2 separate regions of the Oryctolagus cuniculus genome follow, and region 2 is linked to region 1. Evidence: chromatin contacts called from public Micro-C data. All regions are on one chromosome and are shown on one strand. The core of a region is the stretch at or near the end of the contact, and the rest is flanking DNA. Distances in the headings are between cores, read along the strand shown. Region 1 holds the start of DDX50 (DExD-box helicase 50). Region 2 holds the start of SUPV3L1 (Suv3 like RNA helicase).

The links. A called contact is a pair of places that touch in the nucleus more often than the background predicts.
Region 2: a Micro-C map of ear pinna shows a contact between it and region 1, with 6 times the contacts expected there. The contact joins the promoter of SUPV3L1 here to the promoter of DDX50 in region 1. A contact is called at or near these places in 3 of 6 Hi-C or Micro-C datasets (ear pinna, psoas muscle and an unstated tissue).

The regions. Positions count from the first base shown.
Region 1 is chr15:60,697,535-60,703,356 of mOryCun1.1, forward strand. It overlaps DDX50 (DExD-box helicase 50), which reads left to right and starts at 1,351. Exons shown (of 16, transcript XM_070057770.1): 1 at 1,351-1,425.
Region 2 is chr15:60,978,793-60,984,447 of mOryCun1.1, forward strand. SUPV3L1 (Suv3 like RNA helicase) reads left to right here and starts at 1,659. Exons shown (of 15, transcript XM_002718445.5): 1 at 1,659-2,026. The coding sequence starts at 1,753. LOC127484130 (a long non-coding RNA gene) reads right to left here and starts at 1,372. Exons shown (of 3, transcript XR_007910892.2): 1 at 1,300-1,372.

The DNA of each region.
Region 1 (5,822 bases), core at 101-2,600:
AGATGTGCTGTTGGGACCTCTGATACGTAAGTGAATACCGAAAATATTTTTGATTTCTGAGGAGCTGAAACTTTCTGACCTTTGACCACAAGATATTAACATCTGTTCCTTTTATCCCAGTTTTACATAGTGATTTGCTATCCATGTCTACCGTTTCTGTGCTCATCATCACACCCTTTGTAGGGCTAGAGACTGATTTAACACGGTAGAATGGGGAGTGGGAGCGAAGAGTGGGACTAAATTAGGATTGTGGAAAACACAGATCCAGAGATGCGTACCTATTCTCATAACCTAGGGAGATGCATTCTTCCATAATCAGTAGCTGAACACTCCTTGTGTTTAGTACTGAATCCATAGTTACTTTTAGACTTTATTTTTTTTCACCTCAAGTCAATCCCTAAATCATGCAGAAGACCTGGCGGAATCAGAAATTTAACATATTTGGTCCCAGTTACTTGGGTGAACACCCCAAATCAGCACACGTCGCAGTGGGTAATTTTGCTAAGACAAATGAGATGCTCATGTTAGGAGTATGTGCCCCAGACACTGTCAAGCGGCTCGCTGAGTGCCCCTGCGCCTTCATCTCAATTTGGGTCCTTCTCTTAGGCGTTGAGTTCCTGGGTTGAAGAGATCATTGAGAAAAGGCGCAGAAAATAAAGCCAATTAGCTAGCACTGGCGTAGGAAAAGGGACAGGCTAAGGAAGTTACCCTTTGTAACGCCAAAGGCTTCCGTTTTGTGTAAGGCTGCGATTTAGGGGCAGTTAATCCCCATCCGTAAAACTGAACCCCTTTTTATTCGTCGCAAACACGTTATCTGTTGAACGCATTTAGGTTTTCTCTCTGGCCGAAACTGTTAGGTGTCTTCGGGTTTTTCCTGCTCATTGTTTCATGGGAGCATCTCCCCCCAAACCCTTGTCAGACTCGAGGCTTTCAGGTAGGTGTGGCAGAAAAGCACACTCGCTCATCTCAGATCCAAGCAAAACATTCGCTAGTCCTGACTGTACCACTCAAAGATTTTGTGACCCAGGGAAGTAAATTCCTTTCTTGGGTGGGTTCGGCTTCCTCAAGTCAAACGCGGAGCGTGAGGACTAAAACCAGCCGACGACCAGCTAAATGATCAAAACCTAAGAATTCGGGGTGGACGTCTATCCAGTCAGCCCCAGCCTTCACCTCCAGCCCACTCGGGACCCCAAGAAACCCCTTCCCCACTGCGAGGCGCTGCTAGACTGGCGCGAAGCCGTTGGACGTTAACGCCTCCTCGCACCCCGCCCGCAACGGGCGGGGCCCAGGGCCGCAGCTTCCGGCCGCAAATAGCGAGGCTGCGCGTGGCGCCCCCACCCACCTCGGCTCCGGCCGGCCCGCGAGCCGGGTCGCCGCGCGGGCCGACCCTCTCCACCGCCATCGAGGGGTTCCCCAGCCTCAGAAGTGAGTGTCGAAGATTCCCGAGCAGAACTCTGCAGTGGGGAAGAGATACAGAGAAATCACTTATGCTAATCAGCGCGTGCGTCCTTCATGATGATTGGCCAGAGTTTTACTCTGCACGCCAATCACTTTGGAACGAGGGCGGGACACTCGAGAACTTTCATTCTCATTGGTTGGGAGGTAGCGGCGCAAGGAAAAAGTGTGCGCCGAAAGGATCCGGGATTATTTTCCCCGCCGAGCGGTGCGTGTCCCGGAAGTGACGCACGGCCCTGGCCGGGCGGCTGTCCTGCCCCCGTTTCCTTTTTCGCTGGCGCTGCCCGTAGGTGGTTGTGGCCACCGCGCCCTGAGGCAGGCGGAGGCGGCGGCCAGTAATGCCTGGGAAACTCCTGTGGGGGGACATTATGGAGCTGGAAGCACCTTTGGAGGAGCCCGACAGCCTGAGGAAGGAGAGGCGAAAGGTGCGCTGAGGATGGGCCGCGCCTCCTTCGGGGCTGCGCCGGCTTGGGCGGGGAGGGGAGCTGTCCCTGATGATGGCCTGTCACATCCGAGCGGGAGCTTGGCCCTCGGCCCTCTGCGGTCGCTGCGGGACCATTCCCACCGCCACACTCCCGCCCTGCAGAAGGGCGGCCCTGGGCTTTGACTCGGCCTCCGCTGGCCCTTCCTTCAGCCCTTCCTTCAGCCCTTCCTGTTGGCGCCCGAAGCGTGTGCGAGATGGGCAGGCTCAAGCTCCCATCACCGGGATATCCGTTTCTTTGCTCTTCTTTCTTAAGCAGAGAGGCCTGTTTGGTTCTCGTTGGCTACCTTAGAAGACGATTAAGAAAAACGATTCCCTTGGAAATGTATTGTTTCTCAGTCACCCTGTCCTGTGTGCAAGCATCCTGGGGACAGCGAGCCTAGGTTTATAAACCTTGATAACTATAGAGGCTTAAGGAATGGTATCAAAGCCGGGGTTGCCAGGATTTGCCTGTGAGGGAGATCGTGTGGATTGCATTATTAATAGCGCTTACTATTGGTGTTCTCATTCAATCCGTGGGTATTTATTATTTGTGTCTAACTTGCACCAGCCTCTTTGTTGAGTATGAAGGTCTTTAATTAAGTGTAAGAAATGATCCTCACCTCAAGGAGCCTGTAGAGACTTCAAGTCCCGAAACAATTAGGGGAGTACAGGTGCAGAAAAATGCATAGGTAAAATTTTGACAGGAGACATCAGACCTGCAGAAAGAAAGCAGTGGGAGAAGGTAGCGGTATTTGAACTGTGACATTTGGCAAAAGAATAAGATGTAGTCTGTGAAGTGGTAGAGAGTAGAACCTACCTGACCAGCCATATCACTAGGGTAAACTTACCAACTGGTTTCTTTTATTGTAGGATACACAAAACTTAACATTTACCATTTAAAAAAATTATTTATTTATTTGAAAGGCAAAGTTATGGAGAGGCAGAGGCAGAGAGAATGAGAGAGGTCTTCCATCTGCTGGTTCACTCCCCAAATGGCTACAACAGCTGGAACTGAGCTGATCCGAAGCCAGCAGGTGGGAGCTTCTTCCGGGTCTCCCTTGTGGGTGCAGGGGCCCAAGGACTTGGGCCATCTTTCAGGCTGTAACAGAGAGCTGGATTGAAGTGGAGCAGCTGGGACTTGAATTGATGCTCATAGGGGTGCTGGAACTAAAGGTCGCGGCTTTACCCACTACGCCACAGCGACAGCCCCAGCTTTTACCATTTTTAAGTGTATAGTTCTGTGGCATTGAGTTTTGCAGCCATCACCAACATCTATCTCCAGAACTTTTTTATTTTCCCAGACTCTGCCCATTAAATACTAATTCAAATTCCCCCCTTCTCCTGTCCCTGACATTCACCATTCTGCTTTCTGTCCCTGAATTTCACTGCCACAGTTAGGTACTAGGGTGTAAGTAGAATCTCTAAGCAGTTATTTTAATTTTAGCTCCTCTTGGAACACTTCTTTTTTCCTTTTGCATCCAAATCTTGTATCTGTCAGGCTCCCCTTTGAAGGCTGTTCCAGTAGTTATCATGTAATTGGGATTTATTATGTGTTTCTTGTAAAGTTATCTCATTTTTTCCTGTGTATATCTTTCCCAAATATTTCCCGAGTTCTTGAGGAAAATAACTATATCTTTGTCAATCCTTAAGTTTTACTGTATCCTTCTAAGTTGCTGATTTTCACATTGTAAATTCTTCAGAAATACTTGTTGAATCCGCTGTAACTCTGAAAGATAAATAGAAATTTGGAAATGGATTGGAGTATCAGCTACTAGAAGTAGAGCCTTAGACTGGTGATCTGATTCTGAGATGAAGATAACTATGGTTTGGATATGAGATACAGAGCTGAGATACAGGTTCTCAGAACTGGAATGCAGATGAAGAAAGGAGCCTGGACGAATGTGTTGAAAATGAAAATGGTGTGAAAATATAATTGGAGAGCAGAGACTTAAAAAGGACCAACTATAGAATGAGGAGGGAGAGAGACCATAGGAGAAGTGATAGAGGTGAGAGGATGAGAGGACATACAGAGTATAATGGAAACCGAGGGAGCTGAAAGTGTCAAGCGTTGTGAGTCTGATGTGGAATAATGTATTTCATCACCCTAGGACGTTGCTGGGCTTGGGCTTAGAAGTCTCACTTTGCCTTGCTTTATCCTCTCCTTGAAGTGCAGGGCCCAGGAGCAATTCAAACCCCAGGCTGGCTCTATAAATAATCTTGTTATTCTATAGACTCTGTTGGTTTGGAAAGCTGAGGGCTAGTGCAGTTAAGTAAAGATCAAATGATGTAACATGTAATTGTAAAGTGTTGTCACACATAGTATGCTGTCCAGTTTCCACGGCAGTTTCCATTTCATGAACGAGAATATTGTATGGTAAAGTACTCTAAAAATTCTGTGCATCACGGTGAGGACTTTGGTGACGACAGTTTTTACTACCACTAATCACTATTACTAATTTATTTTGAACATTTGACCAAGTCATTCTGAAGAAGTGTTAGATTTCCAAATCATGTCTTGTGATTTACAAATATTAAAACAGTGATGAGGGCTGGCGCTGTGGCATAGTGGGTAAAGCCTCAGCCTGCAGCGCTGGCATCCCATATGGGTACTGGTTTGAGTTCTGGCTACTCCTGATCTAGCTCCTGCTAATGCATCTGGGAAAACAGCAGAAGATGACCCATGTACTTGGACCCCTGCATCCAAATGAGAGACCTGGAAGAAGCTCTCAGCTCCTGGCTTCAGCCCAGCCTAGCCCCAGCTGCTGCAGCCGTTTGGGAAGTGAACCAGCAGCTGGAAGATCTCTTCCTCTTTCTCTCTCTAACTCTGCCTTTCAAATAAATAAATAAATCTTAAAAAAAAAAAAAAAAAAAATAGTGGCCATTGGGGTGGGTGTTGTGTTCCAGCAAATTAAAGCGCAGCGGGGACATCTGCATCCCTTGTTGGGAGTAAGTGAGATCCCGGATCTCCCACCTGCCACTTTTTTTTTTTTTAATTTTTAAGATTTATTTATTTATTTGAAAGAGTTATAGAGAGAGGAAGAGACAGAGAAATCTTCATCTGCTGGTTCACTCCCCAAATAGCTGCAATGGCCAGAGCTGGGCCAGTTTGAAGCTAGGAGCCAGGACATTCTTCTGGGTCTCCTTTGTGGGTTCAGGGGCCCAAGCACCTGGGCCATCTTCTGTGCTGCAGGCACATTAGCAGGGAGCTGGATCAGAAGTAAGGCAGCCAGGACTTGAAGCATCGCCCATATAGGATGAGAGTGCCGTAGGCGGCAGCTTTATCTAGTATGTACGCCACAGCACTGGCTCCCTACTTCCACTTCTGATCCAGCTTCCTGCTAATGTGCCTGGAGCACAGAAGATGGCCCAAGCATTTGAGTTCCTGCCACACATGTGGGAAACATGCATGGAATTCCTGGCTCGTTGTTTTTGCCTGGCCCAGACCCAGCTGTTGGAAGTATTTGGGGAGTGAACCAGTGGATGGACGATCTCTATCACTCTGTTTTTAAATAAATAAATAAATCTTTAAAAAAGCAACCAGTTTGGGGGCTGGCGCTGTGGCACAGCGGGTTAACGCCTTGGCCTGAAACGCCGGCATGCCATATAGGCGCCAGCTGCGCCACTTCCCATCCAGCTCTCTGCTATGATCTGGGAAAGCAGTAGAAGATGGCCCAAGTCCTTGGGCCCCTGCACCCACATGGGAGACCCGGAAGAAGCTCCTGGCTCCTGGCTTTGGATTGGCACAGTTCCAGCCGTTGCAGCCAATTGGGGAGTGAACCATCGGATGGAAGACCTCTCTCTGCCTCTTCTCTCTCTGTGTAACTCTGACTCTCAAGTAAAAAAAAATAAATAAAATTAAAAAAAAAAAAAACAAAAACAGCTTGGCATTTTAAAACCAAAGTTG
Region 2 (5,655 bases), core at 409-2,908, 280 kb after region 1:
CCACCGCGCACAGAACTGCCCTTCAGCCCAGACAGGGTGTACGCCCCCTGGTGGCCGGGGTTCGCAGCGCAGGAGCTCCGTGTGCTCTCTGCACAGTGGCCGGGCGCCCCCTGGCGGCAGTCCCAGTGATCCTGAAACTCACTCCTCTGTCCCAAGCCAACTGGAAGACAAAACAGAAGCCAACAATTTGTGTCTTGATCAAAGTGGATGCTAATGCGCCTGGGAAAGCAGCAAAGGATGGCCCAAGTGCCTGGGTCCCTGCCACCCCCTTGGGAGACTGGGATGAGACTCCAGGCTCCTGACTTCAAGGTGGCAGGGGGCCAAAGACTTGAACCACCATCTGCTGTCTCCCAAGGTGCCATTAGCAGGAACCTGGAATTGGTGACAGCCAGAACTCAAACTCGGGAACTCTCATGGGGGATGCCGGCATCGCAAAGCTTGTATGTATGTGTGCATATGCATGTATATATGTATGCATGCATGTATGTAATGCGGGAGGGAGATGAGGGGCACATTTTCTATCGTATTTGGTCACTCACTAAACTGTGCAGACTCCTTTACTAGGTCTCTCCATTTCACTGAGTCGCTGCCGTCTTCAGACACACTAACCCGCCACCGCAGCTACAACTACCCCTTGTTTTCTTACGTGTTTTTGTTTCTTCCAGCCTGTCCCAGGTTTTCTCAACGACTTAACGGCTCTCTGTAAGCCACAAACAAGTCCTGCCTTAACTATGTTTGAGGTTTTTAAGTCTATCTTTTCCACAGCGAAGCCTCTGCCTGTCAGAAATCTTACAGTTCTGAAATTGCTCCTTTCTTTAATTAGCCCATTAGAGTAATATTTGCGTTACTCAACGTGTATTTTTGCTATCACCAACACTAGGTCAAAAACAGTTAAGGACGGTTTTCCTTGCAATGCTGGCGTTCAAAAGGTGCTTTGTAGGTTAAAGGCATGTAACAGTCTGTTCCTGGGATCCTGCTTGACACACATTAACACGCACGCGCTGCAACCCTGTTTAGAAATTAGGATGTTGCAGCTTCGTACAAGGACACAGTAGCCAGTCAATGTAACTGAACCTAAACCTTGGCCAAGTGCACGTTTTCGCCACGTTGTTGCCTCATAGCTGCTGGGATGCTGTACACAAACCGCGCGCGTGGAAGCAGTGTACATGCGCATTATGCCAAAGACGGCTTAATGTAGTACAACAGAATTCCTCAGCAACCCCTCCCAGATGCAGACCAAGGTACTCGGTAAGGAACTGCAGGAACGCGCTCCGGCGTTCCACTCCCGCAGCTCCCTACCTCGGTACCCGCAGCTACTGCGGCCAGTGCACAGCCTGCACTGATAACCCCGCGGCCACGTGCTGCTGGCCACGTGCTCTTGGGACGGGCCAGTTTGCGTCACGTGACACAGCAGGCAGGGCCCCGCCCCGCCCCCGCTCTCAGCTGTGACATCCCCAAAGATGCCTGATTACTTTCCCTGACTACCTTTGCCAGAAAGCTGATCCAACCACAGATGAAAGCAGATAGAGAAATCAGAACGAGGATTTCTCTCTTGAGTTTGCCTGATCGGTTGCTCCGTCACGGCTAGAGCAGTTTTACAGCGCTACCTTCCCCTGATTGATCAGGCGTTTACCTGGGCAGCTCTCCCTGCTCGGCCTGGGTCTTTCGTGCCTGCAGGCGCCGGTGGTTTGCGTCACTGTCCGCCGCCGTGCCTCGGGGCTGCTCCGGGCTCCTTTAGAGCCTGCGGTCTCCATGTCCTTCTCCCGGTGTGCCCTCTTGTGGGCTCGGCTCCCGGCGGGGCGCCCGGCTGGGCAGCGGGCAGCCGCCTGCTCTGCCCTTCGCGCCCACGGCGGGCCCTTTCCCGGGGCTCTGGGGTGCGTTCCTGCCGCTGCCGCCGCTTCCTCTAATGCATCCGGTGGCTCCAAAATCCCGAACACGTCCTTGTTCGTGCCCCTGACTGTGAAACCTCAGGGCCCCAGCGCCGATGGCGATGTCGGGGCCGAGCTCACGCGGCCTCTGGACAAGAGTGAGTGCGGGAACTGGCGGGGGGCGGCAGGAGGGAGGTGTACCTGGCCGGGAGGGAGCCAGATCCCTTCCCTGGCGACCCGAGCGTTGTCATGGCGCCCATCAGTGTCTGCCTCCCTCGCCGGCTGCTGAGGCCCTCGCTGCGTACTCCCCAGGGTTTTGCCCCAGAAGTGGCCTTTTCGCTCTCGCTGCTCTCCTCTGAGTGGGTTTGGGACGATGCAGCTGCTTCTGAACCGTCAGGTGCACGACCAGCATCTTTCTGCGTTCCTCCCGCCCCCCACCCCGAGACGGGGCGAGGGAACGAGGCCGTGAGAAGCCTTGGTTGACCGTTGTCGTGGACGGGCGCTCACACTGCCGAGCTGTTCGGGGAGGGAAGGTTTGCCGAGAGGAGCCAGCCTCACGGTCTCGGGGACGTGCGTGGTCAGCCGTGATACAAGGTCATGATGCGGGCGTCCCCGCCGAGGGTGGGAGGGGCCCTGAGCGTTCCAGGCCCCACGGAGGGAGGGACAGCTTCGCGTCAGCGAGTGACAGTGGATTTTGTCCGCAAAACTGCGTTGGATCGGTTTGACAGGGAGTTCTGGGGGGAGTTTGGGATGCTGTGGCTGAGCTTTAAAATTGTTCCCTTGTCCTTTGTAATTGAGACCCGTGATTGTGCATGTCGGTGGGTCGAGTGTGATAATTGGTTAGAGAGCCAGGGAGTGTGCTCTAGCAGGTGCCGTTCTGGAAGGCTGAGGGCGTGCTTGGTCCGATGAGGTACTTGGTGTCCGGGAACTGTCCTGTTAACAACCTTTCAGTTCAGTTTTATTTATTTGAAAGAGAGGGAGAGAGAGAGAATCCTCCTTCCACCTGTTCATTCCCCAGATGTTCAGAGCACCCAGGACTGGGCCAGGCCAAACCAGGAGCTGGGAACAGAATCCACGTCCCTTACACGCATGGCAGGGACCCAAGTACTTGAGCTGCATTTGCCTCCCCTCCTAGGGTGCCCGTTAGCAGGAAGCTGGGAACAGGAGAAGAGCTGTTTCGGAGGAAGTTAGAGATGAGCCCGTGTGGGTGAGAGGGGCCGAAGGAAGACGGCACCTGCTCAGAAAGGAAAGCATCGGAGCGGCCTCAGCGAGCAGGCTCGGAAGAGCCCCAGGATTTTATACCGCAGAATCCTGCCCATACCTGCATAACTTGACAGGTGGTCCCAGCCTTCCCCCACGGAAGGACCCCAGGGGAATCCTGTCCTCCCACCACCAAATGAGCTACCCAGCCGTATAACATCGGTTAACGAAAACTTGGGAGGAATTTCATCCGTTGCACACCCAGCAGACCCTTTGTCCAGGAGCAGACGGAGAGGGGATGGGAGGATGGCAGGAGGAACTGGACCCCGTTCCCTTGCAACCCCTGAGTGCAGACTGCGCTCCCCGCCCTTTCCTGAGGTGCCTGCCTAGCGAGCCAGTGCATTCTCTTCAGCAGACTCTGTGACGCTGCTTCCCCGGTCTGATGACTGGGCACTGTCTCTGCCCCGTTCCACCTTGCTATCCCACTTCCCACTGCTCTCACATCTGAATTCTTGGCGAGAAGACAAGAACCGTAATTTTACCCATCTGTGCAAACAGTGCCAGGATGGAACCCAGGCACTCTGAGATGGGACAGAGGTGTCCCAAGTGCTGTGCTGGACACCTGCTCCATTTCCACAAACTTTTTGAAGGCCCCTGGAAGGCAGCAATTTCAAAATCTTTTGCACCTGAATGAACTTTTATTTATTTGAAGGGCAAAGTTGACTGAGATAGAGATGTTCCATCTGCTGGTTTATTCCGCAAATGACCTGGGATAGAGGGAGGGTGGGGGAGAGAGACATCTTCTATCTTCCATCCGCTGGTTCACTCTCCAAATGACTGGAGCTGGGCCAGTCCTAAGGCAGGAGCCAGGAGCTTCCTCAGGTTCTCCCCTGTGGGTGCAGGGGCCCAAGGACTTAGGCCATCTTCTACTGGGTTCCCAGGCCACAGCAGAGAGCTGGATCGTAAGTGGAGCAGCCAGGACTCAAATTGGTATTCATATGGAATGCCGGCACTGTAGGTTAAAAAGAGTTTATTCACTTTTTTTTATTTGAAAGGGTGACAAAGGGAGAGACAGATCTTCCACATGCTGTTTCATTCCCTAAATGCTTGTGACAGCTAGTTCTGGGCCAGGCTGGAGCCAAGAGCTCCATCCAGGGCTCTCATGTGGGTGGCAGGGGACTCAGTACTTGAACCATCATCTGCTGCCTCCTGGACCATTAGTAGGAAGGTGTGCTGGAAGCAGAGGCAGAGATGGGATTTGATCCCAGGCATTCCCATGTGGGACACGGGTGTCCCAAGGGGTGCCTTAAACTGCTGCACCACAACGCCTGCCCTTTACGAACTTTTTAAAATACCCTTGTGTGTTGTGTGGTATGTGACTTGTTCTTCCAAGCAAGATCTTCCACTTTACTTGCGTTTGGGGACTGTATTATTTTATATTATATTTTTGCTTATTTTAGATTGTGATAAGAACATATAACGTAAAACTTAGCATCTTAGTCGAGTATATTCTCGCTGTTGTAGAATAGATGTTGAACTTTTTTTCATATTGAATCAAACAATAAAACAATAATTTGTCCATTAAACAGTTCCCCGTTTGTCTTATTGTACAGCACAAGTAATTGTGTGAGACAATCTGGTGTATTTATTGTATTCAAATATACACAATTTACCTGAAAACGTCAGTGTCTTTGATGCTTCCACTATGTGGATGGAGTGAAGAAGACGCTGGTTTGTCAGGACCAGGGTTCCTCCTGCTGGGAACCCTTAGGTGCACCTCACTGGGTCGCCGTATGCTGGGCCACTCTTCCTCTCCTGTGTGCAGAGGTGGAATTCACGAGGGTGATTTTTCAGCATTGAGAGGGACCGCAGAGGACAGTGAACTACCACAGCCTTATTCAGCGAGTGGTTAGTGGATCGGATTTCCACATAGAGATAAATCCGCTTCTTGCCTGGAAAGTTGGCTCACAGCTTTGCTGCGTCAGTCTTCCTGTCTTCTTGTACACTCTCTAGGGTGCTCCCTGGCTCTGCCTCTCCTGTAAGGTTCATAGTCCTCCCACTCCTGCTCCTGCTTTTCCCAGGCCATTAGCAGGGAGCTGGATTGGAAGTGGAGCAGCCGGGACTTGAACTGGTACCCATGTGGGATGCTGACTTCACAGGTGCCGGCTAACCCATTGTACCCTCTTCTTCTTTCTTTAAAGTAGGTTAAGAGTTGCATTCTGACCAGTAAAGCAGATTAAGTCCCTAAGCTTTCTTAGCATGCAGATGTGGGATGCAGGCGTCCCAGGCAGTGGTTAATTCTCAATAAATGGAGTCTGTCCTTGGTTTGTACTGAGTTACAGATCAGCAGGAGTTTTTCAGGCAATTACACATGCTTTTCCACTGTGGATACCAAGAAACTGTCACTTCCACTACATCTAGAGAAACATAAACCCAGAAATAACAGGACAGCTGCCTGTGATCTGAGATACGTCGTCTTTTTTACCTCCCTACCTGTCTCATGCTGAATTGCAGGTAAAGACAGAGTTAGAGGGGGAGAAAGAGAGATCTTCCACCCACTGGTTCACTCCCCAAATGGCTGCTAGTG